Regions from separate parts of the Mus musculus genome. Here all the other regions are linked to region 3. Evidence: chromatin contacts called from public ChIA-PET, Hi-C, HiChIP or PLAC-seq and promoter capture Hi-C data. All regions are on one chromosome and are shown on one strand. Each heading gives the region's core, a stretch centred on a gene start, on an enhancer-like site or on the middle of the called end of the contact. The rest is flanking DNA. Distances are from core to core; before and after follow the strand shown.

The links. Hi-C and Micro-C count contacts between places; a contact is called where the count stands out from the background. ChIA-PET counts read pairs in DNA pulled down with a chosen protein or histone mark. HiChIP or PLAC-seq counts read pairs in DNA pulled down with a chosen protein or histone mark. Capture Hi-C pulls out chosen DNA fragments and counts their contacts.
Region 1: an H3K27ac HiChIP or PLAC-seq map of extraembryonic endoderm stem cells shows a contact between it and region 3, with 5 times the contacts expected there. The contact joins the promoter of Ddx50 here to the promoter of Rufy2 in region 3. A contact is called at or near these places in 6 of 39 promoter capture datasets (the C10 cell line, the HPC-7 cell line, cranial neural crest and 3 more), 2 of 484 Hi-C or Micro-C datasets (CD4 T cells and hematopoietic stem and progenitor cells), 9 of 115 datasets of contacts at active chromatin or transcription factors (the NIH/3T3 cell line, bone marrow-derived macrophages, effector CD8 T cells and 6 more) and 2 of 9 other capture datasets (adipose tissue and liver).
Region 2: a contact with region 3 is called in a Hi-C map of fetal liver, with 6 times the contacts expected there. The contact joins the enhancer-like site here to the promoter of Rufy2 in region 3. A contact is called at or near these places in 7 of 39 promoter capture datasets (the 3T3-L1 cell line, cranial neural crest, liver and 4 more), 4 of 484 Hi-C or Micro-C datasets (embryonic stem cells, fetal liver and regulatory T cells), 2 of 115 datasets of contacts at active chromatin or transcription factors (large pre-B cells and stem cell-derived neural progenitor cells) and 2 of 9 other capture datasets (adipose tissue and embryonic stem cells).
Region 4: a contact with region 3 is called in a promoter capture Hi-C map of adipose tissue, with 4 times the contacts expected there. The contact joins the promoter of Dnajc12 here to the promoter of Rufy2 in region 3. A contact is called at or near these places in 16 of 39 promoter capture datasets (the C10 cell line, the HPC-7 cell line, HPC-7-derived erythroid cells and 11 more), 2 of 15 datasets of contacts at CTCF or cohesin (embryonic stem cells and large pre-B cells), 15 of 484 Hi-C or Micro-C datasets (the 63-12 cell line, CD4 T cells, CD8 T cells and 6 more), 12 of 115 datasets of contacts at active chromatin or transcription factors (effector CD8 T cells, embryonic midbrain, embryonic stem cells and 6 more) and 3 of 9 other capture datasets (adipose tissue, liver and pancreatic islet).
Region 5: a contact with region 3 is called in an RNA polymerase II ChIA-PET map of memory CD8 T cells, with 67 read pairs. The contact joins the promoter of Srgn here to the promoter of Rufy2 in region 3. A contact is called at or near these places in 1 of 39 promoter capture datasets (cranial neural crest) and 2 of 115 datasets of contacts at active chromatin or transcription factors (effector CD8 T cells and memory CD8 T cells).

The regions. Positions count from the first base shown.
Region 1 is chr10:62,648,333-62,652,643 of GRCm38.p6, reverse strand. Ddx50 (DExD box helicase 50) reads left to right here and starts at 1,426. Exons shown (of 15, transcript NM_053183.3): 1 at 1,426-1,619. The coding sequence starts at 1,533.
Region 2 is chr10:63,268,999-63,273,533 of GRCm38.p6, reverse strand. It overlaps Herc4 (hect domain and RLD 4), which reads right to left. Exons shown (of 25, transcript NM_026101.4): 5 at 3,830-3,906; 6 at 1-83. Gm51767 (a long non-coding RNA gene) reads left to right here. Exons shown (of 2, transcript XR_003948882.1): 2 at 1-725. Among named protein-coding and RNA genes, the nearest start is that of Gm51767, 6.0 kb to the left of the region's middle. Within about 2 kb of position 1,278, at least 13 of the 459 cell types and tissues checked have an H3K27ac peak or open chromatin away from gene starts, as enhancers often do. A contact at or near this core is called in embryonic stem cells and fetal liver, where this site is marked.
Region 3 is chr10:62,978,878-62,983,312 of GRCm38.p6, reverse strand. It overlaps Rufy2 (RUN and FYVE domain-containing 2), which reads right to left and starts at 3,061. Exons shown (of 18, transcript NM_027425.4): 1 at 2,981-3,061; 2 at 469-642. The coding sequence starts at 2,984.
Region 4 is chr10:63,385,246-63,389,772 of GRCm38.p6, reverse strand. Dnajc12 (DnaJ heat shock protein family (Hsp40) member C12) reads right to left here and starts at 3,210. Exons shown (of 5, transcript NM_013888.3): 1 at 2,998-3,210. The coding sequence starts at 3,075.
Region 5 is chr10:62,504,455-62,509,356 of GRCm38.p6, reverse strand. Srgn (serglycin) reads left to right here and starts at 1,600. Exons shown (of 3, transcript NM_011157.3): 1 at 1,600-1,715. The coding sequence starts at 1,643. It overlaps Gm51804 (a long non-coding RNA gene), which reads right to left and starts at 1,553. Exons shown (of 3, transcript XR_003949006.1): 1 at 1,403-1,553; 2 at 1,070-1,283.

The DNA.
Region 1 (4,311 bases), core at 177-2,676, 330 kb after region 3:
GAGATTTAGATTTGTAAAGATTTAGATGTAGAGACCCATAACTATTCATCCAACTTGTGGGAAAAGCCTTTTTCACCATCATTCCTTGAACACACCTGGTGTTATAAAACTGAATCCATAAGACTACATTCAGACAAAGTCATTGATGTTAAGCCAGTCCTTATTTTCATAGAATTCTGGAAGCTATCACAAATTTAAAATATTGTGGTCCCGGTTATTTAAGTCTAATCATAGAACTCAGGACGTGTAGCTGTAATTTTTTTAAGGCCTGTGTTTGAGGCTCAGATTACAAGACTGCTACACTAGACATTATGTAGTTTGCAAGAATGCCCTGTACCTACATCTAGGTTTGGTGTCATCTTCCCTCAGGAATGTAATAGCTGATTGACTGAATAAAGAGAACATGATAAACAAGGTTTGAGGACTGGGATTGTTGTTCAATTGGTAGTAGGCTTGCCTGGTCTGTGAGGTACAGGGGATCGAGCCCAATCTTTGTGAATATACATAAAGACCAAGAAGTCAATTCGCTGACACTGATATCTTTCATATAAATTTGTACCTCAGAGGCAGTTAATCCTGAACCTTAAGATTAAATGTACGTATTACAAGCAGGTCATCTGTCAGACACATTGGACTTGCTTTTCTTATCCTTTAGATTTTTCCCTATTCTGTTTCATAGGAGCGAGCATTCGCCTTGCAACTCTGGGAAATTACAGCTGTGAGAGCGCTGTGCCCATCGCGGATTCCGATCACTTTTCAAGTCTTACAAGCGCTACTGAGTTTGGACAAATAAATTCGCTTCTCGGGTGGGTTTGGTTTCTTCTGGGATACGTGAGAACTAAAAGTGAAGCCATAACTTAACGCCTGCATAAGGAGCTAATATCCTTGAGGCGGCCCCTCGGCTTCAGACCCCTGCAGATTCTGCTGACCCCGGGAAGCCTCGACGTCAATGCCCAGGTACCGTTACAGGCTAACGCTCCACCCACTGCGGGGGGCGGGGCGGGGCGGGGGCGGGGCGGAGGGCTGCAGTTTCCGGCGGCGAATGGCTGTACGGCGCGTGGCGCTCCCGCCGGCCTCAGCTCGTGCTTGCCCACGAGCCGCTGCGTCGCGCGTCAGCCCCTCGCTCCCCGCCGCCTGCGAGGGGGCTGCGCGAGCGTTGCAGGGCATGCTGGGAAGGGAGGCGTTCCGAGCGGGGGGAGGGGAACACTTGGAATTCTGCGTGCCGCGCCAGGGGAGGCGAGCGTCCTTCCTGGAGATTGGCCCGTGCTCTGGAGAAGCCTGTCACTTCAGACCGTGGGCGGGCCCATCGGGGCCACTCAGGTTTTCATTGGCCGAGGGAGGCTGCGACTCTCTGGGAGAGTTTCCTCCTGTAGAGTTCCGGCTTGCTTTGCTCCCGCCGCGAGGTGCGTGGCCCGGAAGTGACGCACGGTCCTGGCCGGCGGGGCCGCCCAGCCCCCGCTTCCTTTCACGCTCTCGGTGGCCGTAGGTGGTCGCGGCCACCGCAGCCGGGCGGGAGGTTGCGACGGCCAGTAATGCCCGGGAAACTCCTCTGGGGAGACATAATGGAGCTCGAGGCACCCTTGGAAGAGTCCGAGAGCCAGAGGAAGGAGCGGCAAAAGGTGTGCTGCGGCTGGGCCGCGCCTCCCTCGGGCTGCGCTGGCCTGGGCGGGGAGGGGAGCTGTCTAGGAAGGGGAAAGACCTGTCAGGACCGGGGGCGAGTTTCCGAGGGACAGCTTCCCCTTCGCCGAGCTCAGCCCTCCGAGGTCCCAGGGACCATTCCCCATCGCCGCACTCCCGGACCTGGAGGAGAACGGCCCGGCTTCCGTGGTACTTCAGCCCCACGTCGGCCTCTGCGCCCGGATCTCTCCCGAGAGATGGGCAGACTTGAGCTCCCATCGCCGTGGAATCTGCTCGTGTTCCCTTTCTTAGGCGGCGAGTCCCTTCATTTGGTTTTCCGGGGCCTTCGAAGAGTTGAGACAGAGATGATGATGGCTTTGCCTATGTGTTGCCTCCCGGTCGCGGTGTCGTGTCTGCAGCAGTCTCGGGAAAAGCTATCCTAGGGGGTTACAATCCTCCATGATTGGGTAATAGAGGCTTAAGGAACAGTGTCAAAGCCAGGCTTGCCAGGGGTTGGCTGTGATGGAGTTCGTGGGGGTTGTATTACGAATAGCCCTTACTGTCAGTATTTTCAATCCACTGTGGTTTTTATTGAGGCTAATCGTGCCAGACTCTTAGCTGAGGACCGAGGAGATAAAACTAATTAAGTATGCAGAATAGTCCCTGCCCACCAGGAGCCTGTAGAGGTTCTATCCCCACCTCCGTCCAAGACATTAAGAAAGAAAGAAAGAAAGAAAGAAAGAAAGAAAGAAAGAAAGAACCCGAAAAATAGAGGATCTTATGGTGTTAAGAAAAAATGCAGAGGTAAAATTTTTACTGGAGACATTTGACCTGGAGAAAGAAAGCTGAATGAGGATGAAAATGACTGTGGGAAAGATGACACTTGATAAAATATTTACTCTGTAGAGTGCTAGAGATGAGGAAACACCCCCTAGGACCTACCACGAAGGTAAATTTTAAATTCTAGCCACCCTTTTATGTCACCTTCCCAGTGGGCATTGAAGTGAGGCCACCACTATGCCCGACAAATGCCCAGCGTTGAGCTCTATTCCCAACTCTCGTTTTTCTGTTTTTGTAGAACGTACTAAATTTGGAATTTACATTTGAGAGTTCCATTTTTCAGTGCTGGGGTTTAAATTCGACCATGGCTCAAGGTTTATTTTTTTTATACCATTTTAAGCGTGTGACTTGATGTCATTATAATAGAATTGTGCTGTCACGACCACCGTGATCTCTAGAACCTTTTCATCTTCCCAAGCCAAAGCTCTTTGCCCCTTTGAATTTTACTACTGTAGGCTTCTAGGGTAGACTATAAATGTAACCTCAAGCCGTTATTTTAGTTTTATATTTAATTTAGTTTGTCTTGAATAACCTTGCATACCTAAATCCTGCTTCTGACATGGTCTAGGTAATGTTTCTTTCTAACCATACTTGTATAGTATGAGATAAAAACATTACCTCATTTGCCTTCGAAGGCTTGTTCTACTGTTATCTTGTGATTGGCAGTTTTATGTGCTCCTTGTAAAGTTAGCTTATATATATATATATATATATATATATATATATATATATATATATATATATATATATATAAAATCTTGAAATAGTTTCCAAAGATTCTTGAGGAAAGTTATTATATCTTTGTGCATCCTTACATTTCACTATGTTTTTATATATTGGTAGCTTTCATATTGTAAATTCTCCAGAAATAATATACTTATTGATTGCCCTTCATGAAAAAGAAGTAGACATTTGGAAATGGAATGGAATACCAAATAGCAGAAATAGAATATTAGGCTAAGTCTGGCATTCAATGAAAATAATTCTAGTTTGGATATATTGAGATAGGGAATTTGTGTTCTTAGAAAAGGAATGAAAGTAGCCAAGAGAGTCTGGAAGTGTGTGTTGACACAGACTTGAGCTTCCACGGAAGGGTAAGGAGAAGGAAACACTAAAGAAGGTTGAGAGCTAAGAGATAAGGAGATGAACAGAGCTCAGCAAACAGGAGGCTGTTGGGCTTGAGCTCCAGAGGGAGTAATGTTAGTACTTAGCACTCTAGGATGTTACAGGGTTTGGACATAGACGTGTTACACTGACATGCTTGCTCTATCTTCTCCCTAAAGTGCAGGGCCCTGAAGCAATCCAAACTGCATGCCTGACTGTGAGCTTGTTTTTCTATAGGACTTACTACTTTAGAGAGCTGTGGGCTGGCGCAGTTAAGATCAAATGATGTAGAACATTTTAAAAGGCATTTTTACATATTACTCAGCTTTTTCAACTATTTATGAATGAAAATTTATGCTAAAGCACTTCAAAAATTATATTAGCATTGTGAAAGTTTGGTGCTTGTAGTTTTTAGTGAAATGAAGTACTGCTATACAATTTACTAGATTCCACTGAGGTAAATGAGTTATTTATTTCACTAAGTGATTCTAAAGGACCAAGTTTTCAAATAATTTCTTGTGGTCAATAAATAAATAAAAAAAAGAACTTGCCTTCAGTTTGGTATTTTAAAAACTAAAAAAAAAAAAATATCTTTTTAGTGTGTATGGGTTTTATGCCTGTGTGTATGTCTGTGTACTATGTGTAGACCTGTCCTGAGGCCACAGAAAGCTGTCCTATCCCCTGGAGCTACCATGTGGGTGCTGGGTTTGAACCTGAGTATTTTGGAAGAGGAGCCAGTGCTCTTAACCA
Region 2 (4,535 bases), core at 29-2,528, 290 kb before region 3:
CTGTGGTGAAGTTTGCTTTTGACAATCAATGCCTAGACCCAGCTGGCCATATTTATTCTGTCCCCAACAGAAAACTTCACTTGCTGTAAGACAAAAATCATAAAATTATTTTACACACACACAGTATCATTTGAAGATCAACTACCCTTTTGAGACATTCTCTCATTAGATGAAAATACATACTTACTGAACGAAGAAGTTTGGTTTTTTTATATGAAAACATACTACTACTTAGAGACTATGTCTTATGAAACTGGTTAAGTTTCAGCAACACACTGGTAACCAGTCATACAAGCTAGGAATACACTCATTTCCTTATGCCCTACAACAGAGGACTCTCTAACATTCTTCATCTCTCTTACTCTCTAAGCTTTCCCCAAGAGGTACTCTTCTAATCTCAAGGCTTCAGCTATCAGCATATGCAAATCTAAACTAAGAAACACCCTGCAACCCACTACTTATCTGACACCTACACAAGGATGTTCCAGAGCCACTTCTAACTCACTGTGCCCAGACTGAATATGGCTTCCACCCCATTGCCAATCCTCAGGGCTCTCCTCCCCGCGTTGCCCTTCACCAGCAGAGGTCAGATACCCGGGATGTCGTTCCTTCTCAGACATCAACAACTCCAAATCTACGAAGGATTACTATGTTACAGGTTTGGGTTTGTTTGTTTGTTTGTTTGTTTTTCTCTTTCTGGTAAATAGATCTGTTTTAGCATCCTTCTTATTTCCTTTCATCATTTTCTCTACTACTTGTTAGTTCTGATTCATCTGCCAGCAACTTCAGATGGTTTTTGTTAAAATAACTAGCAATAATCTATTTAAACAAGCAAATTTAAAAGTTCACAGTCCCCAGGACAGGGCCAGGTGGAACAGGAACAGTGGCCTGCTCTGCAATCTCACCCACTGGGGAGCAGGAGAGAAGAGGAGGAAGAGGAGGAGGGGAAGGAGGAGGAGGAGGAAGAGGAGGAGCCAGAGCCAGTCTCCTCCCCCCCCCCCCCCCCTCAGGCTCACTGGCTAGTCAGCACTCATTTGGTGAGCTCCAGGGCAGTGACAGATTGTCACAAAACAAAACAAAAAAAAGATATAGATGGCTTCAGAGGAATAACTCCCAAGGCTGTCCTTTGGATCCAAATCTATACACAAACAATTAAGAAATTTTAAAGTAAACTTCCATCTAACCCTTAAAATATTAAGTCTCTGACTCTTCTTCAAGCATGTCTGTATTTGCATAAGAAGCAAACTGCAGCCAGGTGTGGTGGCTAATGCCTACAATCCCAACCCTTGAGAGAGGGAAACAGACTGCTTTTAGCTGGGCAGCACTTCTGACTAAAATTGAGGCAGAGGCAGGTGGATCTCTAAATTCAAGGTCAGCCTGACCTACAGACTGAGTTCCAGGACAGCTAGGGCCACACAGAGAAACCCTGTCTAGAAAAACAAACAACAAAAAAATTTAAATTAAAAAAAAGAGAAGAGATGGAGCTGGAGAGATGGCTCAGTGGTTAAGAGCGCTGACTGCTCCTCTGAAGGTCCTGAGTTCAAATCCCAGCAACCACATGGTGGCTCACAACCATCTGTAACGAGATCTAGCGCCCTCTTCTGGTGCATCTGAAGACAGCTACAGTGTACTTAGATATAATAATAAATAAATCTTTGAAAAAAAATTAACCCTTTAAAAAAATCTTTGAGCGAGAGAGAGAGAGAGAGAGAGAGAGAGAGAGAGAGAGAGATTGCTCCTTGTTTAAAGACAGCCTGGGCTACAGAGTAAAACCGTTGCATGGTTTCTCACTGCTCTTAGGACAGGCTCCTTAGGAGGGCCTGTGGGGGGTTGTTTACACTTCCTTGATCTCGACCCTCCAGCCACACTCATCATCCTCAGCACTCAGCCCGCTGCTCTCACCGCCCTGAGCACCTAATTTGAGTTTTGTTCAGCTCAAGTCTGGTCTTCACTCTTGGACATACCAGATTAAATCTCATTCCCACTAAACGTTATAGAAACCAACTTTTTCCTCTCCAGCCCCTCTCACCGTACATAACTATTTATGTTCTTTGTGTGATGCTGTGAGGGCCAGTGGTCATAGCTTCTCACTCACTGCACACTACACACTCAGGTGTGCACAGTTTAGTGAACTCACACTAAATACTCAGAGTTACGTTTCTCATTATACTACCTGTGATGGTTTGTATATCCTTGGACCAGGGAGTGGCACCATCTGAAGGTGTGGCCTTGTTGGAATGGGTGTGTCACTGTGGGTGTGAGTATAATATCCTCACCCTAGTTGCCTGGAAGTCAAGTCTTCCACTAGCAGCCTTTGGATGAAGACATAGAACTCTCAGCTCCTCCTGCGCCATGCCTGCCTGGATACTGCCATGCTCTCACCCTGATGATAATGGACTGAACCTCTGAACCTGTAAGCCAGCCCCAATTAAATGTTGTTCTTTAGAAGACTTGCCTTGGTCATGGTGTTTGTTCATAGCAGTAAAACCCTAACTAAGACACTACCTAAAGCTATAAAATGCAAGAAAGAAAAATCAGCTCCAGATAGAAAACTTTCTTAATTTATCAGTTTTTATAGAGCTAAACCTAATGTTTTGTTCACAGTGGACCCCACGAGACATTTACTAAAATAGTAACAGACACCAGAATGTATTTTTTTATTTCTGAGATAGCCTAGGCTGACATGGACCATGTAGAAAGCTTCCTGTTTTAGCTTCCCAAGTGCTGAGATTATAGGTATGTACCACCATGCCAGGCTGAATTTATCTTTTTATTTTTAATTATGTGTTTTTATTCATGTGTACATGTCTCTGTGAGTGTACATGCTTACAAAGTCCTTAGATCTCCTAGAGCTGGAATTCAGATGCTTGTGAGCTACCTGATATGGGTGCTGGGAACTGAACTCAGGTCCTCTGGAAGGGCGGGGTAGTCATAAACCCACTGGGCCATTCCTCCTCTTCAAATTTATCTCCCCTTTCTCCCTAGATTTTCTTTTTCTTCTTCTTTTTTAGATTTATTTAATCATTTTATTTCTGAGTACACTATAGCTATCTTCAAACATACCAGAAGAGGGCGTCAAATCCCATTACAGATGATTGTGAGCCACCTTGTGGTTGCTGGGAATTGAACTCAGGACCTCTGGAAGAACAGTTGCTACTCTTAACCATTGAGCCATCTCTCCAGCCCCCAAGTTTTAAATGATAAGGCAAAAACCATGGAAGATTCTCTAATTCATTCTCTAATGTTCAACTGGCATATGAATAAGTTATTGCTTCTAAATATTTAGTAATTAAGTAATAACCCAATTTCAAGCCTATATGGTTAAAAAAATTACATAATGCACAAAAAAGTTAAATACCTAGTAAAAAATATAATAAAGGCATATAAGGTATTTGCAGATAAAAGAAAACACTAATGCCAGGTGTAATGGTGTGCTTCTTTAGTCCCAGCACTTGGGAGGCAGAGGCAGGAAGATCTTTGTGAATTCAAGTCCAGCATGGTCTACATAGTGGGTTCAAGGATAGCCGTATTGATATATAAGACCCGGTCTTGAATAAACAAAGGAAAAAAGCCTAGTAAGAGAAACAGAGTACATGCAGAAGTATCATGTTCATGTGTTGGAAAACTTAACACTGTAAAGATTACCCTAATACTGATTTATAGACACCATAAGCTCAACAAATATTTCAGCAGCTTTGTAAACATAGAAACTAACAGCTGATTTAAAATACATGGAAATGAAATCAGGACAAATCTTGTAAAAGAAAACCCAGCGGCCTTTTGTTCAGAGTACCAAGAAGTAATTAGTTAGAAAGGGACAAGTGCTTACCTTTAGAAAGTGCAAGCGAATGATAGTAACCACACGCAACCTGTACTATCTGGATATCCGAAAGACTTTTAATATTTCTAGAAAAGAAAAGAGAGCAGACTTAATTCCCTCTGTGGAACAAGTGGATCTTACGTGCTACTCATGTGCAACTCACTGGCTAGTTGTCTGCTGACTTTTCAGGGCATGCTGTCTCTTTCAGTCACGGCCAATTATCAAAACTTCAGGTTAAAACCAATAATCAGAATATACAAGTATAAAAAGATATGCTGAGAAAACACTTAAAAAGACAGAATAGAAGCAAGGTAAACCATGCTTATAGATAAACATCCCTCAGGATGCGTTGATCACTCAAGCATTTTCTTCCATTATCTAAGACTTTTCTTAATTTTTAGTGTAAAACCTGGCAGTTTATTTGGAACCTGGTGTTTTCCACATCTCCAACATCAGAATGATGGATCCTAGTCCCCCACCTACTCTTCTGCTTACAGCCACATCAGTGGCACTCCTGTTTCAACTAGGGAAATTTAGTCCATTTGCATTTATGATAATCAATGTCATTTATGATAATCAATAATCAGTAATGCTATCACACTCTCAGCTTTTCCTAGCCACAATGCGTTCCTGGGGAGTTGGGGAGGGCTGGCTGCTACATCCCAAGCACCTTACACACTTCCCCTTCACCTGACCAATCTTCTCCTGCTTTTCT
Region 3 (4,435 bases), core at 1,812-4,311:
TCTTCCAGAGGTCCTGAGTTCAATTCCCAGCACCCACATGGTGGCTCACAGCCATCTGTAATGGGATTTGATGCCCTCTTCTGGTGTGTCTGAAGACAGAGACAGTGTACTCATAAGTAAATAAATCTTAAAAAAATAAATAAATAAAACAAAATAAAATGCAAAAATAATGACGGCAACTATGGCCTTAAAACTATTTCTCCGGGGCTGGTGAGATGGCTCAGTGGGTAAGGGCACCTGACTGCTCTTCTGAAGGTCCGAAGTTCAAATCCCAGCAACCACATGGTGGCTCACAACCACCCGTAATGAGATCTGATGCCCTCTTCTGGTGTATCTGAATTCAACTACAGTGTACTTACATATAATAAATAAATAAATCTTTAAAAAAAAAAAAACTATTTCTCCAAGGACATCAAGGGTGAGAAGCAAGGGAGCGGAAGGCCGACTGATTTGGGGGTCTCGTCATACCTTTCAGGCCGTGTTTCAGACAATGTTCCATGACCACGAAGAACTGCTGCAGAGGAGGGTAGTCAGAGTCCAGCGTGCGGCCGAAGCTCAGGGCAGACTCGATGAGCCCTTTGATACTCAGTTTAGCCATGTTTAACAGGTTGGCTCTCTCCACGGCTGTGGGGTCCTTTGTAGCTGAAAAAATGCAAGAAAGCCCAACATCATCCCCAGGACAAGACAACAGTGGCGAATCCACAGATCTGTCCTTCCCCGTGGAAGTCTGCTCTCCCGTGCTTGGCAGCCGGATAGCTCCTCAGGCCAGGTTGCCACAACACGGCCTCTTTCTTCTCTCTCACAAGCCACAGCAAAGCACCATCCACGCCCACTGTGGCCATGCTTATGAACTATCCTCAAGACTCCACACAGAGAATAATAAGCTTTATTTTCTGGCTGGTGAGATTGCTTAGAGAGGATGTGCGGGACGGACCACTTGAGCTCCATCCAGAACCCACAAGCCGGAGAGAATGTCTCTGACCGTCATTTATCAGGCACAGCACATTTGTGTCTACCTACTGCGTGCTCGAGCACACACACGCACGCACACAATCACTAGCCACGGCCCACTGTGCCTACCTACTACACACATCTTAAGGTAAAATGGCTTTCAGTAAAGATAAGCTTGCAAGTACAAGCCACATGTTTGAGGATTTTGCAAATGGTGGGTAGCAGGCATGGTCTAGGTCTAATGATTTCCAAGCAAGAATAAGAGGCTAAAGAAATGGCTCAGTCATTAAGAGCATTTGCTGTTCTTCCAAAAAGCCAAAATTTGGTTCCCAGCATCCACTAAGATGGTTCACACCTACTTGTAACTCTAGCACCAGGTGGCCAAATGCCCTCTTTTGACCTCTGAGGTCAACACACACACACACACATACACACCTTTATTTCAAAATCAGGCAGTGGTGGCTTGCATCTTTAATCCTAGCACTTGAGTTAGAGGCTAGTCTAGTCTACAGAGTGAGGACAGCCAGGCCCACATATTAAAACTGTCTCAAAAAAAAAAAAAATCAAAATACACTAGCAACAAAATAAAAGGTAAAGTTATCAGATTCCAGAATCTCCCAGAACAAACATCACAGGGAAAACAACAACAACAGAAAAAAAAAAAAAAAATCAAAATATTTTGACAAACCCAAGGTAGTCTTCTGTGCCTTTGACCTAAGCAACTAGGAGATTGGTTCCAGGCCGGCCAGGGTTACACAGTAAGACCCTGTCTCGAAAAAAACACAACTCCCAGGTCAAAAGAAAAGAAAAAAAAAAAAAAAAAGGAAAGAAAAAAATTCTAGTACGGGCTGGAAAGAGGTTAATTCCCCATACCTGTGGTAAGCGCTTAACTCCAACTCCAGGGAGACCCGACGCCTCTGGAGGCCCCTACACTCAGGTACACACTCATTAAAAATAAAAATAATTTTTTTTAAACCAGCTGTTCCCCCAACACTCTAAACACTGCCGAGTGGCACAAATATTTTTCTGCGAAGATAGCAAAAGAGATGTGAAAACCAAACCTAACATTTATTAATCTCCAGAGAACTCTGCCATGTAGCTGTTTCTGTAGTCCCAGCGTCTGTGATTCTTGGGTCCAGCCTGGTCTAAACAGAGTGTTCTGAGGCAGCCAATGCTATATAGAGAGACCTGTCTCAAAAACAACCTTCAAGTAAATGACAAACCCAGGTGGTCAGTGCGTTCACAATTTAGTGGCCCACTCAAAACAAAACAAAACAGCTGGGCGTGGTGCGACACACTTTAATTCCAGAATTTGGGAGGCAGAGGCAGGAGGGAATCTCTGAGTTCGAGTCCAGCCTGGTCTACATAGCTAGCTCCTGGACAGCCAGGACTATGCAGTGAGAACCCGTTTCGAATAACAAAACAAGAGTCCCCTTGCTCTGGCACTTGGCTATGGTTTGCATCCCAGCTCTCTTAGGCTGACTTCCTCCGCAATCTGAAACAGCCCGGCTGGGTGATGAAGGATATGGCCACATCTTTTCCTCCACTCTCCGTCGAGGTGTGATTCCCTCCGTCCACCCCCGCTCCCGAAGTGAAACCACCTGACGTTTAATAATCGGCAGAATTCTCTTTTTAAGAGTGTTCATCACAACCTGTAACCTGCACCGGAGGAGCCTAGGACAGCGGCTGTGCAGCAGCGACCGCAGGTGGGGCTCCTCGGCAGTCCCTAGAGGCGGCCCCGCTCCCTCTGCGCCCCCAGCCTGCAAGGGGGCCCCGCGGAGCGCGCTCCTGGCACTACACCGCTCCCCTCCCCAGCCTTCCGCCCTGCATCCGCGTGACTGGGAAGCCATCCCTGTCCCTGGACGCCCTGGTCCCCGCCCGTCCGCCGACCCCAGCCGCCAGGCCCCAGGGCGGGCGGGGCGCAGGGATGCGGGCGGGCGGACGTTGCCATGGAGACCCCGGGAGCCCCCGGTTCCCGGGTGACTGCGTGACCCAAGCGAAGGATGGTGACCCCGGCTGCTGCCCTTACCCATGGCGGCGGTGCGTGCGGGACACGGGCTCGCGGAGCGGGTCAGCAGCTCCCCGCAGGCGCGCGGCGGCCACCGCGTCTGGCCCGGCTCGGCGCTGCCACAGCGCCCCTGGCGGCGGGAGGACGCCACGGCCGCGTGAAGCTGGTCCCCGCCGATCACCCCCACCCCCACCCCAACCCCCATTTGACCAACCCTGACAGCGTCAGAGAAAGAGGCGTGACGGGGACCTGGGGCACAGCGCCAAGGGAGGATGTAGATGCGGGCCTCAAGCTACCTGTCAAGGTTTCATCCTTGCAGGCTGGATGGGTTTAAGGAACACACCGGCCGACTCGGAGCTAGCCGACAGATTTTAGAAAACCTCACACAATTAGCAGAGCCGGCGGCTTGTAATGCCAGCATTTGAGAGATGGGAGTTAGATGGATCCGTAGTTGAAGACCAGGCTCACTTACATAATGGATTTGAAGCTCGCCTAGTCTCAAAGGAAGACACTAAATCCAGCTGCTAACCCCAGCACTCAACAGGAGTGGACGCAGGAGGACTGCTAGGACCTTGAGGTTACTCTGAGCTACCTAACAAGTGCCAGGTCGTCTAAGGATAGCTACAAAACCCCTGTTGCATGTAACAAAATGTGATACTTTGTAAGTGGGTATGGTGGACCTAGAAAATACCAACTCTTAGGAGTTGGAGGAAAGACACAAGACCCCAGTTCCATGTAACAAAATGTGATACTTTGTAAGCGGGTATGGTGGACCTAGAAAATACCAACTCTTAGGAGTTGGAGGAAAGACCTAGAGTGTTTGTTGCTTAAAAAAAAAAAAAAAATCCTTTCCTTAGTGAGGTGTAAACAACGTCTACCAAATGCTTCCAAAATTCTGAGGACACACCAAAAATGATTAACACCGTTCCCGCTGAAGAAGCAGTGAGTTATGGGGGATACTGGGGAGGACTTCGAAATCCCTCTAGGAATGATGACTCCTTCCTGGCTGCAGATAGTCACCCCTCCACTAGCCCCTCCCTTCCTATATGTTAGTTCCTCCCTAAGGCCATTTGCAGTTAGGGTAGAATTGCATACAACAGCTTGCAAGAGAAAGACTGGTTGTTCCTGTGAAGGTCCCATGACCCTCCCTCCCTGCCCTCCTATGAGGGAATTCAAGTCAACTTGCCCAGCTGTGATCTTTTGCAAGCAGATGTAGGCCAGTTTGCTGAAAACAGTGGTAGTTTTGACTCAGTCCTGTACAACACAGTTCAAGATCATTCTCCCAGACATTCGAGATTTCAAGGCCAGCCTGGGTTATACAGGGCTGTCTTTTAAAAAATGCACAGGCACACACACACACATGAATGCTTCCTCCTGCCTTTCAACTTGCCATAGATAAAACTTGCAACAGGCACCTGGGTGTGCTGCCTGTCATATACCTATAACCCCGGGATCCACCCTTCAGGCAAAAGCAAG
Region 4 (4,527 bases), core at 1,961-4,460, 410 kb before region 3:
AGCCAGTGCTCTTAACCACTGAGCCAACCCTCCTGTGCCCCAAGTAAACACTTGTAGATTACCATCTTACTAGTACCCCCAAACCCTCTTTGTATAGAGTTCCTATCAATACAGAATAGAAAATATTGTTCTCCTTTTTACTCCTTTAAGATACATTTTGCCCATATTTATGTCTATGTTCTGAGAAGATTAACTAATACAAATGCATAAAATTATACCTATCTGTCAAAGATGGTTGGAATTTTATTGTTATGGATGTTCTGGTTTTTGTTTGTTTGTTTTAATTCACATCACACTAGAAGCTGTTCTGGGACTGGGAGTGGCGGCACACGCCTGTGAGCTCAGCACTTGGAAGGCAGAAGCAGGCGGAGCTCCGTGAAATTGAGACCAGCCTTGGCTACCTAGTGAGGTCCAAGACAGCCGGGGCTATGTAGAGAGACACAGTCTCAACAAACAAACAAACAAACAAAAATTGAAAAATGAAAAAAGAAGGAGGCAGAGGAGGAGGAAAGAAAAAAGGAAGCAAGGAGAGAGAGAGAGAGAGAAGCAAGCAAGCATTCTGGGGTCAATGACATGGTTCAGTGGGTAAAAGCAATTGCCACCAAGCCCGATGACCTGAATTCAATGCCCCAGACCCACATGGTGGAAGGAAAGAACCATTCCCCACAACGTGTCCTCTGACCTCTGCATGATGTGGAATGCATTATGGTACCTGTCTACGGTAGCAAACTGTAAACCCCCAACAGTGCTAACAAGTTACTGTCACTTCCTGCTTTACATTTCTCGAGTCTTGCCAATTTCATTTAAAAAAAAAAAAAATAGCTCGTATCTGTCTTTCAATACTTTACCATTTTACTGTCACAGGGTTAAACACAGACCTTCTGCAGGGCTGACCCTGAGCAAACCAGGAAAGATGGCTAGTTTGCTTTCAACATAGCCTATCTCTCTCCTGCTGTCCGTATCCCACATGCCCAGTGCTGAACGCAGACCGTGGACAGCCAAAGCCCTTACCTCAAGGTCCACTAAGCCCTCCCTTCCTGATCCAATATCTAGTGATCTGTCTGCACAGCTGCCTACCATGCCGGTGGTAAACAGAAATCATGTTTAACTTTACTCACAGTCAAATAAACCAAAACCTGCAGAGGGTGAAGGGAGGTTCAAAGACACAAACACCATGCTCTCCTGAATCTTAATTAAGTAGGTACACATTTCTAAAAGTGAATTCAAGTACACATATAATATATATTTGCAGGCATATGTAATGTGAATGAAATATACATTATATATGAAATACATAATTATATTTGTGTGTGGCATATATAATGTATATATGTGTGCATATATAATATATGAAATATATAGTGTACATATATGTTAAACATATAATGTACATATATACATGTACATATACACATATTTTTCCATATATGTGTGGAAAAACATATATGTGTGTATATATACATATATATGTATATATATGAAAAACCTCTATCTCTAGTCTTTGACCCAGAATTCTAATACTAAAAACTTGTCTACGGAGAAAATCTGAAATGAGACAAGAATTTAGCTCCACAGTGTGTGGCTTATCTAGAGAAACAGACTACCATAGCCTCAATGAAGCCAAAGCAAGGCTTAATTCAGAGTAAGAACTAAGGAACTGTCATGCAAAAGGGACTGCAGTAAGCATAGTTTTGGGGGGTTGGTTTTGTTTGTTTTATTTGGGGGATCGGCCCTTAGAATTACAGTACACAGGTCATCCATCTTGGTGTCTTAAGTGACTCTTGAACCAAAGATCTGGTCCAACCCAACATACAAAGGTTCAACGAATAAAACATAATTTTTAAATAAAAATGTATGTGTAGTAGGATATTTCTTTAAACTAATTATAACTATCGATGTTTAAAAAAAAATTGGCTTTGTGGCTAAGCATGGTGGCACATGCCTTTAATCCCATCACCTATGAGGCAGAGGCAAGTTATGTCTGTGAACCATGGCCAACTTGATCTACATGCTGAGATGGTGAGTTCCAAGCCAACTCTGTCTCAAAAACAAAAACAAAACAAAACAAACAAAAAAGTAATGCAGGCTATATGACAGAGTAAGTATCCCTACTCAGCCAAATAGAACCCAAATGCACATACATATATACATACAGGCATGCATGCATGCACATAAAACAAAAATAATAAGTCTTTAAAAGAATAACACATTTGGCTGGGCGTGGTGGCTCACGCCTTTAATCCCAGCACTCGGGAGGCAGAGGCAGGCGGATTCCTGAGTTCGAGGCCAGCCTGGTCTATAAAGTGAGTTCCAGAACAGCCAGGGCTATACAGACAAACCCTGTCTCGAAAAAAAAAAGAATAACACATTTGTCTCAAGTATATGATGTCTAAGGGAAGCATTACTTTCTTTAAAAGAAAAATCTCCCACCAGATATGACATCTAACTTGATTTGATTTGAAATTATAATGGTATTTAATACCATTTGAGGTTATAATGGTACTATAAAATCCATGAGACTTTCTCTGAACGAGGAGACTACAGACAGGGGGCCCCGCCTCCTGAGCTCTAAATCGCAGCCTTTACTTAGGCAGTGGCTCTCAACCTTCCTAATGCTGCGACTCTTTAGTACAGTTCCTCACGTTGCGGTAACCCCCAACCATAAAATTATTTCGTTGCTACTTCATAACTGTAATTTTGCTGCGTTTATGAATTGTAATTAAAAATATTTGATGTGCAGGATATCTGATATGCGACCCCAAGTCCGTAGCAACCCACAGGTTGAGAACCGCTGCTCTAAATAAATAAAAACTGTATGTGGTCCCTCTCCCAGCTAATACTTTGAAGTTCGGAGTCCTTTCCTCAAATTAACCAGCAAGCATTTTAATCCTTCACTTTCTCCGAGCCGAAACTCCTTCCAAATGGTACGAGGTTGGAGTTCCAGGAGACGTGGCTGATCTCAAAGGCGACCTGGTGAGAACCTGCAACCCTGCTTACCGAGGAGAGCTCATCGCATCCCAGCAAGGCGTAGTAGTCCTCGCTGCCCTCCGGCCTGTAGTTCAGTATCGCGTCCATTTACAGCGGATGAGTCAGTCCTCTCCGACGCCACCGACACTGTGAGCTCCGGGGCGACAGCAAAGCTCTTTACATTTCAGCAGGACTTTCCAAACCAGCGAGCACCCAGACGTCAAGCCAGCCCTTTGCAAACACAGCTTCTCATTGGCTGTTTGCCCAGGATCGAGCCTGCCATGCGGGGCTGCTGGGATCTGTAGTTTGGGGTTTGTTGTTGCTGTTGGGTTTTTTGTTGCTGTTGTGTTTTGTTGTTGTTGTTGTTGTTGTTGTTGTTGTTGTTGCTGCTGCTGCTGCTGCTGCTGCTGCTGCTGCTGCTGCTGCTGCTGCTGCTGCTGCTGGTGATGCTATTGTTTGTCGTTGATGTTGTTTTGGTTTGGTTTGGTTTGCTCTTTACTTTTTGCTTTCATTGAAAAAATTTGTTTCATACAATATATATTCTGATTATGGTTCCCCGGTCCCAACTCCTCCCAGATCCTCCCCTCTCCTTCACTCACCCAACATCTCGCCTTTTTTTTTCCCCCTTCTCTCGTTAGAAAACAAATTTTAAAAACTAAAATAAAAGAATTTAGAGAAAAATAATGGAAGAAACACATGCAAACAAAATCTATAAAATTAAAAACACGGGCTGGAGACATGGCTCAGCGGTTAAGAGCACTGACTACTCTTCCAAAGGTCCTGAGTTCAATTCCCAGCAACCACATGGTGGCTCACAACCATCTGTAATGGGATCTGATGCCCTCCCTCTTCTGATGTGTCTGAAGACAGCTACAGTGTACTCACATATATAAAATGAATGAATTAATCTTTAAAAAAAATTAAAAACACAAACTGGGAAACCATAACATACCAGCAGAAGGCCAGTAATTTTTTTTTATGCAATATAAAACAAAAAGGCTTTAAAAAATACCATTGTCAGCAACCACATGGTGGCTCATAACCATCCATAATGAGATCTGATGCCCTCTTCTGGTGTGTCTGAATACAGCTACAGTGTACTTACATATAATAAATAAATAAATCTTTTTTAAAAAATACCATTGAGTTTGTTCTGTGTTACCCGTTTCCTGCTGGGCACGGAGCCCACCCTTAAGTGTGCCTAATATACCCAGTGAGACCCCGCTACAGAGAACTACTTTTTCCTTGATGATATCAACTGAAGATGGCTTGTTGGTTAGGGATGGGAGGCCATCTCTACTTCCCCTCTCAGTGCTGGGACCTCATCTGGCTTGAACACGGACAGGCCTGTGTGTGCTCTCACAGTCTCTGTGAGGTCCTATGTGCCTCGGTGGAGTTTGAGTATTGACATGGTGATTTTTTTTTTTCCTATTAGCTAATCGGAAGTCAGTTTTGACAATTTAGTGTAAAACTGTTACTAATTTATTGTACCTCTGTTACTTGGATAGTTTTTTTTTTAACCTATTTTTTTAAGAGACAGAAGAAAATGTGAAGCAAGTT
Region 5 (4,902 bases), core at 351-2,850, 470 kb after region 3:
GCGGCTTGAACTTGAAGCAGCTGATTGCACAATCCAAAGCAGAGAGGAACAAATGATTGCTGGTTTTCTCTCAGCTTGCTGCCATCCGGATCCCTAAACCAGGGAGGGCATCACGCTGCCTACTATGGGCTGGATCTTCCCACACCAAATAACCAAGACAATCCCCCTTAGGCCTGTCCATAGCCATCCTGATCCGGGCTATCTCCGTCCCTGAGACTCCCTTCCCACGTGATTGTAGGTTGTGTGAAGGTGACTAAATTATCCATCTCTACTTCTAATTGCCTTGAAGGTGTCGTGAGAAACTTCCTGAAGCTGTTAACATGATCTTTCGTTTTGTTATCAGGGCTTTAATTGAAGCTTATCATGAAAAGGGACCAAAGGCAGAGGAGAGAAATCCCAACAGATACTAAAACTCCACACGGTGTGCGCTGGGTCTCTGTGCGCCTCGGTTGCTACAGTTGAGGGTTTCCAGGCTCTGAGGGGGCTTCTGAGGAGAAGTTTCTAAGGAGGGCTTCATTTTCTCTATCAGGGCTCCTGAGCTATGAGATTCTAAAGTCTGTCCTTATCAGGAAACCTTAAGGAATCAGCAGGAAGCCCAGAACAAGGGGAAGGAAACTCCTCCCACCCATCAAAGGATGGCCAAGGGGCAGGCATCTGAGCAGCCGAGGAACGGACACCCTGAAGTGGAGAATGGTTGAGCCCTCAGAGCAAAGGCAGAGAAAGCTGTCTCGCTACAGATACAGCGTAAAACCACCCTTACTGTGAGGCTAGCACAGAGTGGCCATTCCCGCACCCGCACCCCCAAAGCCCCGCAATCTTCGAGGCCAGGGAACGGCTAGTCCTTTATGAACGGCAGCATCTGTGTCTCTGTTTTCACATTCCACGGCCCTCTGAGGGGGGGACCTGCCCTCCTTGTTCCTGATTTTTGCCTTACTCAAGACCAGAAAGAAAAATTTTTTTTCGAAGTAAACAAACAAACAAACAAAAAAAAACAGGAAAAAAAGATGCAAACATGCATGGTCTCAATCCCTGGGGAGCAGCTGATTTTATATATATATATATTCCTCACCTGTTTGTGAGCTAGAGGGAAAGCCAGGAATTCTAGCAGACTCTGGACGTTAACGGAGACCGCTCATCCTGGGGGCTGAGAACCCAGCTCGGCTCGGAATGTTCCCTGCTTGTGCCTGACTCTGTGCGCGCCCAGCTTCTCTTTGATGTGCGCTGTGGATGAGCCGAGCTCAGTTCTGGAACAGCTGAGTCCTCCTGTCTGTTTAGATTGTTACCTGAAGGAAGGGAGGGGGAAGAAAGTGCTGATTCGACTTTTTGATGGGGAAAACTTTTTTTTTAAACATGCAAATGACAGATGGCAGAGCTTTTTGGAAAAAGAAAAAATAATAACCACACAGCAAACGCCTAGGGGGAGTCCGGTGGAGTTTCATCATGGGTATGAACAGTTGTTGTTTTTTTCAACTTTCTTCTTCTTTCTGGGTGTTGATGTGGATCTCTTTCTATTTGTTCAGGAAACTGTGACGTGTGTTCTTGGGCAGGGTCTGAGGTTTTGGAACCTCTTTCTAAAAGGGACAGAAAGAGCACCCTGCTACATTTGCTAATCCAGAGGCTGAGTGGAGCCGAGCTGGTCAGGATGCAGGTTCCCGTCGGCAGCAGGCTTGTCCTGGCTCTCGCCTTCGTCCTGGTTTGGGGATCTTCAGTGCAAGGTAAGAGACCCAGGATCTTTAATTCTCTGCTCTGAAGGCATCAGCATATGCACAAGTAATTGTCTTCATCTGAAGGTGCAGGGTGTCCTATTGTGGGAGGGGAGGTAAGGAAGGATTTCAGGTGCCTCAACAACCTCGTGTGAGTTTACTTGAGTTTGGTCTAAAAAATAATAATAATTAATTAAACTCTAAGGTAAGTGGTGGCCTTAAAACCTGTCAGGATGACTGAAAAGTGTTCTTATTTTTTTGGGTAAAGATGTGTGGTTTATTCATTTAAAGCATTCAAGAAATAAATGGAAAATTACCCAACTGATCTACTGAGATGGTGGCATCATGGAATTTTCTAGAATAGCATCCTATCACTGAGTTGTCTGCATGAACTCCATTTTGATATAAGGTCTCATGTAGCGTAAGATGGTCTTCAACTTGCTATACAGCTGAAGAGGACCTGGAACTTCTACTTCCCGAGTGCTGGGATAACAGGTGTATGTCTCCATGCTGGGTTCCAAAGAACGGAATCTGATGGCGCTGTTATTTTAACAATGAAAGAGGCTTTTGTGTGTGTGTGATTTTCTGAGACAGGGTTTCTCTGTGTAGCCCTGGCTGTCCTGGAACTCACTCTGTAGACCAGGCTGGCCTCGAACTCCGAAATCCACCTGCCTCTGTTTCCCAAGTGCTGGGATTAAAGGTGTGCGCCACCACTGCCCGGCTTTTTTTTTTTTTTTTTTTTTAATTGGGGTAAATGTAGCTATTTTTACTTTCTTCTTAAGCTCGGCTCTTACCAAACATTCAATTTTGGCTAGGCAAAATGCTAACTCTAAAACAATATTTTAGAAACAGCCTGAGGAGTGTTAGCATTTGTGCTCTCGTCCAGAAAACAGGTTTTCGTTTGAAAACCTGTCTGTAAATTTGACTGTCTTTTACAGCTGTTCAGTCATGCTGACTCAACCTCAAACTTTTTCTAAGAAGATGGAATGTTTGTAGAACAAACAAACAAACAACAACTACAAAGAAGCACACTTTATTCGCCTTAATATTTAGGGAACTATGTCTAAATGAGGCAGAAGGTCATGGCCTGATAAATAAGTTGCCGAGTTTATGGTTGAAAAACATAAAGGAAATGTTGAGTCACAGCGACATACGTGTCCTGGAGTTTCTTCGAAGTGACTCCTAGCTGTAGCGTTCTTACTTCCGGTCGAAATGACATCTCACAGGTTACTTCAGAAATTCCTTGCATAGTGGAAGTTTAGAAACTTATTTTCATGGGGCTATGCTAACGTCGTCATCGGAAAACAGGAAGTGACCTTGCTAAGGCTCACTTCTATTTATGTAGCTTTGTGATATTGGCGCCTACACCCAGGGCCTCATGCATGTCCGGGGCTCTGCTACACAGCTAGAGCCACACTTTTCCCTTTGACTCAGAATTCAAGTTCATGCGGATCTTTCAGGGAAAAACCTTTGGCTTCATGAAATAGTCCCCGGTAGCCACGTGCTCTGGCAAGATGGACAGCTGTGAATTCCGCATTTGTGACACCTGGCTCTGGGTGTCTCTCTACCAGAGGCGTGCATGTAAGCCTTTCAGTTGCAAAAGTTCCCAGAAACATCAAACTAGACTAAAAACAAAACCTTGTCTATTTCATCACGAGCCAGAAATTAGGAAGGAGTCGGGCTGGGTGGCTTCTAAGGCACTCAAGGTGCAGAGGCAGGAGGGACTGTGAGTTTAAGGCCAGCCCAGTCTTCGAGAGTTCCAGGATAGCCTGTGCTACTAGTGAGATCTTATCTCAAAAAAAAAAAAAAAAAAAAAAAAAAAAAAAAAAAAAGCATGGGGGGGGGAGAGGTAGGGGAGGAAAGGCTGTCTTTTATCTTTTATGTCATGGTTGACTTAGCTCTTAGTTGGGAACAGAAGCAAAGAAAGGAGACAATGAATGAGCCAAAAATCTAGGGTGTTTCCAAGGGGTTCTTGGCTTAACGACTTTGCTCATCTCTGAACATGAATGTGGGTGTTTGGCCACGAGTTAGTGATTAAGCGGCTACAGCAATGACACTATGTGTCTTACCACTTGTGTCCTGCCACGAGTGATTAGATACCATACCCTCTCTGTCAAATCGCTTACCCCAGGATAGCCTTGAGCTCATTTTTTAAAAATTATTTATGTATGAGTGTTCTGTGTGCATATACATGGTACATGACAAGAGAGAGCATCGGATCTCATTACAGATGTTTGTGAGTCACCCAGAGATTGCTGGGAATTGAGCTCTGGAAGAGCAAGTCGGTGCCCAGCCCCTTGAATTCATTATGAGCTGAGGGTGGCTTTGAACTTAAGTATGTGTGCTACCATGCCCACTTTGTGGAGTGCTGGGAACCAATCCTAGGTTTTGGTTGCATGCTACACCAGTTTACCAACTCAACCACAAGCCCAGCTCTCGCCTTATCTTTACAAAGATGTTTAAGGACTGGTGTGTCTGTAGTTTTCCTGTCTAAGTGATGAGATGCACCGGGATTTTAGCCTGTGATCTTAGGTTACTGCATTTACGTTCTGAGATTGCCGTAACAAAACACCATAGACCAGGTACTTAAACAACAGAAATATAGCCAGGTAGTGGTAGCACATGCCTTTAAGCCCAGCACTCAGGATGCAGAGGCTGGAGGATCTCTGAGTTCGAGGCTAGCCTGAGCTACAGAGTTAGTTCCAGAAAAACCAAGACTACACACAAAGAAACCTTGTCTCAAAAAAACCAACCACCAAACAGTAGTTTATTTTCCACACGCACATTGTACCAGAGTTTAAAACCCAATCCAAGATGCCTGGCCCCCGTGTGTTGGCAATGTTGGCTTCACTCTGACACCTTTCTCATCTATGGTGCCTGTGTCTTTTCACACAGCCCCCCTTCTCTATTCCCCATTATTCTCTCCTTAGAAGGACACTGTCCTGTTGGACATAGGCCACCCTAATGGTCCCATTTTGACCTCTTCAGTGACCATGTTTCCAATGTTGTCACATTGGAGGCACTTGTAGGTTAGTTCACGTGGGAAAAAAAATCTTTCTTATGTATAAATAATTCCCGTAACATACTTTATTTCTACAAATCCAGCTAAAACCACGATGTAAAATGGTATCCAGTACAAGGAAACATGTGCAATCTGCGAGTGGGTGATAACAGTGATGGCTAATCTACTTAATAGAGG